Regions from separate parts of the Pan troglodytes genome. Here region 1 is linked to region 2. The links are chromatin contacts, called in public capture Hi-C maps. All regions are on one chromosome and are shown on one strand. The core of a region is the stretch at or near the end of the contact, and the rest is flanking DNA. Distances in the headings are between cores, read along the strand shown. Region 1 has its middle 90 kb from the start of SCOC. Region 2 overlaps MAML3 (mastermind like transcriptional coactivator 3).

Evidence for each region. Capture Hi-C pulls out chosen DNA fragments and counts their contacts.
Region 1: a contact with region 2 is called in a capture Hi-C map of stem cell-derived neural stem cells, with 5 times the contacts expected there. The contact joins two enhancer-like sites. A contact is called at or near these places in 3 of 7 Hi-C or Micro-C datasets (blood, induced pluripotent stem cells and stem cell-derived neural progenitor cells), 1 of 1 datasets of contacts at active chromatin or transcription factors (stem cell-derived excitatory neurons) and 1 of 1 other capture datasets (stem cell-derived neural stem cells).

Annotation. Positions count from the first base shown.
Region 1 is chr3:141,712,876-141,715,575 of NHGRI_mPanTro3-v2.0_pri, reverse strand. No RefSeq gene overlaps it. Among named protein-coding and RNA genes, the nearest start is that of SCOC, 90 kb to the left of the region's middle. Within about 2 kb of position 1,390, at least 13 of the 24 cell types and tissues checked have an H3K27ac peak or open chromatin away from gene starts, as enhancers often do. A contact at or near this core is called in stem cell-derived neural stem cells, where this site is marked.
Region 2 is chr3:141,197,779-141,200,478 of NHGRI_mPanTro3-v2.0_pri, reverse strand. The region is part of intron 2 of MAML3 (mastermind like transcriptional coactivator 3); the gene reads left to right. LOC134809809 (a long non-coding RNA gene) reads right to left here. Exons shown (of 2, transcript XR_010156348.1): 2 at 1-1,706. Among named protein-coding and RNA genes, the nearest start is that of MGST2, 78 kb to the right of the region's middle. Within about 2 kb of position 1,333, at least 14 of the 24 cell types and tissues checked have an H3K27ac peak or open chromatin away from gene starts, as enhancers often do. A contact at or near this core is called in stem cell-derived neural stem cells, where this site is marked.

The DNA of each region.
Region 1 (2,700 bases), core at 141-2,640, 520 kb before region 2:
ACAATTAAATGTCAGCCACAGAAAACATTTCCCTTGGCTTTGTTGTTCCAGAATGGGATTCTTTTGTCCTCAATATAATGGATATGCAGAAACAATGATAGAACAGAGATTTTTTTTCTAAAGCGATGACAAACACACTACTGCTTCCTCCCTCCCTCCCTCCTTCCGCCTTATCCCCACCCCCAAAAATAAATCATTGTTCCAAAAAAAATATCCCATTGTCTATTGTCCACGGAGATCAAGATCCGCCTAGGAACAGCTCTGGCGGCCGCCGCAGCAGCCCCGAGCAGCCGGTAGGTGGCGCACGAAGGCAGAGCAGGCGGAGCGCGGGGCCGAGCCCAGAGCGGGGGTCTCGCCGCCCCCACCCCTGCCGCCGCCGCCGCCGCCTTCCACCCCCTCCTCGCGTGCTAATTGCTGGATACTCTACTGGGACTTCGGTCAGGGAAAAAGAAAGCGGGAATGGGAGGCGGGGGTGGCGGGGGAGGTGGTGAATCCGGTTCCGAATACACAAAGCCTCCGGGGCTTCGGCGACCCAGGAGCAGGGCGCCCTCGGCCTCTTCCCCTCCTCCTCTCTCCCTGGGCGCGGGGCTGCTGCGGCCTAGCCGGCCTTGGCTCCCGCCGGAGGGACACACAGACCAGCAGGAGGAAAATGGTGACCGCGTGCACAGCCCCACGCGCCGCGGCGCCTGACGCCTGCCCGAGCCTGGGCGCCTCCCTCCCTAGCTCGCCCATCCCGGCCGCGGAGCCCGGACCCACCCCGAGCGCAGGCCCGCCCGACGGGAGTCGCCCTCCCCTCGAGGAATGCCGAGGCCCACAGGAGGATTCCTTGACCTGACCGCGGGCCCCTGAGCAGCGGGTTCTGCCCGAGCCCGAGAGCGGGAGGCCCCACCAGGGGGTGCCCGGGCCGGCGGGCGAGCCCCCTTCCCGGTGGAGCCGCGGGGCCCATGCCCTCTGTGTCGGGACTAACGCTGTCAGTTCCTGCAAAGATGAACGGCCCATGTGGTCGCCTGACCCCCCAACCTCTGCCTGGTGGAACATGATGTTAAAGAGTTCTGCTGGCCCTAAAGTCAGAAGCCTGGATTGAAACGTGAGCATGGACACCTTGGAGCTCTGTGACCTTGAGGATGTTCCTAAAGTCCCCAACTCCGCACCTCCCCAGCTATCAAATGCGGGGAATAATACTTACTTCCTAGGAATGTTGTGAGGATTTTTAAAAAGTGGTTCTTAACTTAGCAGGAAGCCTGGCATAGAGTACCTATCATTATGAACAACCCGACTCTCCTTGCAGGAGGAGGGAGAGACACAGTTTGCCGCCCTTGAGACAGACCTGGCATCGCTGTTGCAGAGACTCAGGAGTAGGGGTTCCCAGCCGAGGAAACGTGGCTCCTAACAGGAGCTCCCATCTGTCCTCCGCTGCCCCCAGCCCCCATCCTCCTCCTGCCCTGCTGCTGTGACTGTGTGGGGCACTCCCCCTCTCCCTCCGCTCCCTGGATAGACCTGTGATTTATGCCCCTTCTCTTTTGGAGAGTTCTGACAGAGCCCTATCACCCAGGCTTGGGAGGCAGACCCTGGCTCCCCCATTTGCTAGCTGGGAATTTAACCTCTGGGGCTTCAGTTCACTCCTCTATAAAATGGTGGGCCTGATACCTACTACACAGGTTTTTTGTGATGATTAAGGGAAATACTGTGTATAAATGCCTGGCATGTACTATCTCTTCAGTACATTTGAAAATTTAAATTTTACAGTTGAGATTAGGTTAGATTATCTTGCAGAAAATGATGGTGGTTCATTGGAATTTCCAGATTTCCATCGAAGGTGAACCCAGCAACTGCTAACAGCTTCTTACTCCCATCTGAGTCAGCAAGGTTATTTCCCTCCAGGAAAAGAGCAGAAATCCAGTGAGGCCGCATTCTCCCCAGAGCCTCACAGGTGTAACTCAGACACTTACTTAGGTTTAGTTGGCCATTTTAGAGCCCGAAGAGTCTCTGGGGGTGGGCCTGGCTTTAAAGTCGCATTCTAAGCCATGATTGTGTGTCTGGCTCATCAGGGCCTCCTTTCTAGCCGTCCCCACATGCACACTGCCGCCCAGCCAGAGGTGTGGTGGCTAGGGCAAGGGACTGAGCCAGCACCCACCTGAGGCAAGTAGGTCAGGAGCTGTGGACCCTTCTCTAAAAGGATACTGGAGAATTTCCGTAAGCATCGGATTTATATAGCTGTTCAGGCATTGGGCAGACTGATTCCCAGAGGCAGTGGCAGGACCAATAGGCAGCTGTGGTTGCTAGCCTCCCAGATGACCTCCAGTGACCCTTGCCTCCTGGTATTTATGTTCTTGTATATTCCCCTCCCCTATGAAGCAGGGCTAACCTGTGTGACCAAGTGAATATTGCAAAATGACAGTGTGACTTTCAAGCCCGTGAAAGGCATTGTGGCTTCCACCTTGCTGTCTCTTGCGTCATTCATTCTGGGGAAAGTCAGGCACCATGTCATGAGAACACTCAAGCAGTTGCTTGGAGTGGTCCATGTTTCAAGGAACTGAGGCCTCCACCATCAGCCAGCAGCAACTCACCAGCCATGTGAGTGAGCCTTCTAGGAAGAGGATCCTCTAATGTTAATCACACCTTCAGATGACAGCAGCCCTGGCCAACAGCTTGGCCTGGTAAAGAGACTCTGGGCCAAAATCATGCAGCTAAGCTATCCCT
Region 2 (2,700 bases), core at 84-2,583:
TTACAAAATGAAGAAATGACAATAGGGCTTTTTTTAAATGCAATGTTTTTATTTTAAAAAATACAGCATAGGGCAATTATACCATGCACAAGATAAACACAGGACATATAAAGAATGTTAATTGATAATGGACTTAGAGCAGCCCGATCTAATAACAGAGCAGAATTTTTTTTGAGACAGGGTCTCACTCTGTCACCCAAGCTGGAGTGCAGTGGCACAATCACAGCTCACTGCAGCCTCAACCTCCCAGGCTCAAGCGATCCTCCCACCTCAGCCTCCTGAGTAATTGGGACTACAGGTGCACACCACCATGCCCAGCTGATTTTTTTATTTTTAGTAGAGATGAGGTCTTGCTGTTGCCCAGGCTGGTCCTGAACTGAACTCAAGCAATCCTCCCACCTCAGCCTCCCAAAGTGCTGGGATTACAGGCATGAGCCACCACGCTGAGCTCAGGGCACAATTTAAAGCTGTAAAATAGATGCTATTTTTCAATCCTCTCAGGATTTCTCAGTGACTGTATATGTAAAACCTTGTTCAAAGAATATGTCTAAAAATCTAAACTCAAGGTTCTTGTGGATGCAAGGCCCAGGGTCAGGTGGTCTTATGCCCTGATACCCCATAGGCCCTCACGGACCAGGTATGAGCCCTTCTCCTAGACTTGCTTCCTCTAAGAAGCTGGTCGTCAGCCACAATCTTTACATAAGGAGAAGTACCAATCCCAGATTTCTAAGTGTTTCTGTTTTTCTTTCTGCTTCCTTGTGTTTTTCCCTGCTCTAAGTCCTAGCCTCCTCAAACCCCACCACCGCAGCTGGGCAGGCTTCTACTCATAGGAATGGGGGCCGAGGGTGGGGAAAATGGTAGCCCTCCTCTCAGAGCCTCAGCATCACATGGTCAAACCCAGCTTCCCACAGACAGGTTCAGCAGTCGGGAAACCGGCAGAGCAGGCTGACATGGGCCCTCCCTCTCACGGCCTCTGGAAGGAAGGAAGGAAGAACATGGGGACACCAGAAAGGCAGCCTGTGGAAGGCCTCTTCTCAGGCAGTCAGCACTGATCTCTCTCAGCCCCCCTCCCAAGGCTGTGGCGGTTCTGGAGATGACGGCGGGAAGTGCCCTCGCCTTCCCTCCACAGCATGCCCTGAGCACTCAGCTTCCCTTCCCTTCTTCCTGTCTTGTAGTGGTTGCAGCAGAGAGCTCCATTTGGCAGCGTGGTGGTGCTCTTGTCTATTAACGGAAACATTGGCCTGTCTCCCAGTATAACACAAGATAGGCCTATGCATCAGTTATGCAATCTTTGCTTTGATGACTTCATCAGAAAGGGTGGGTACAATAAGAGAGAAAGGCTCGGGTTGGGGGAAACAGTAGCTCAGGAGGGGAAAAAAAATCTCCCTAGCAGCTGAAGACAGCTGAGACTGCTCCCCCTCCCTATTTTTAAATCAAGGAAAGAAAGGTAGCAAACATATGGGTAAAAAAAAACCTAATGGAGCAGCTGACAAACCACTTTCAGTCCGTGTGTCCTGACAGCGGCCACTTGCATGCCGGCAGAGGCTGTGCTCGTCTCAGTGGTGCAGGTTTCCCAGCCCTGGTGACTCAGGTCTTCTTTCCACAGAGAAGACAGTCTGTGGAGGCAATGGCAGTTTTCACCCACCTCTCGAGTTCTTGAACTCCAAAGGTCTGGCTGGTTCTGGCCATGCACTGTGGCTTCAAGCCTAAGACAGAGAAAAGCCACAGAGAGCTGGGTGGTGCCACAGAGAGCAGGCTTGTCCAGGTAGACCAAAGAATTCTTGGAAGATGGTCAGTACCCTTCCTCTGGGACTTAGGAGCTCTTTGTGGCAGCAATGTAAAGCCGACCTAGTTGCTGAACCTGTATCCAAGCCCAGTTGTGGAAGCCATGTACAGGTTTTAAAAGGGGACCTGCCACTTAAGCATGTCTGTTACACCCTCTAGAGCGTAAGGTGGGCTCAGGGAGAAATAGTCCAGGTCCCAGACATAACCTGGGCCCCTCTTAAACTCTACATTTCATTCCATAATAGTTTAGCCTTATTCTTAACAAGCTTTTAAAAATAATACTAAAAGTAATATATATTCATCATATAAAATTTGAAAAAGCATAAAAATAAAAATCCCTTATAATTCTTGTCTAACAAGACTATCCAGCGGCTAGTGTTTATAGAAACTGCTTTTTTTTTTTTTTTTAGTTTTAACACCTGAGGACATAAAGGAAAAAAAAAAAAAAAAGAAACTGCTTTCCTCCTCTGCCTTTCTTAACTATATATGGTAAGCTTTTTCCTATGTGATTAGATAGTCTAAGGAGGCATGATTTTTATTGGCTGCCTAGTATTCATGGTATGGATGTACCATAATTTATTTAATCAAGCTTCTATTGTTGTACACTAATGAACTTTTAACCAGTGTAGAATTGCTTTGGTGGTGGAATTAATCACAAGAAAGGGATCAAAAGGACTCTATAACTTACATCAAAGGCAGACGAAAAGCATAACTCTCAAAGTTGTGTTTCCATTGGAGGGACTTATGGTAACTATGTTCAAAGCACTGATAAGGACAAATGGTATTTTTGTTGCTTTTATCCCTGCAAAAAATGGCCTTGAAAGGCTGACCTTCCTGTGGCTGGTGGCATTCTCACATTTAGCACTGGACTGCCAACTTTAACCCTTTCTTTAACATTCAGCAGAGGGTCAGCTC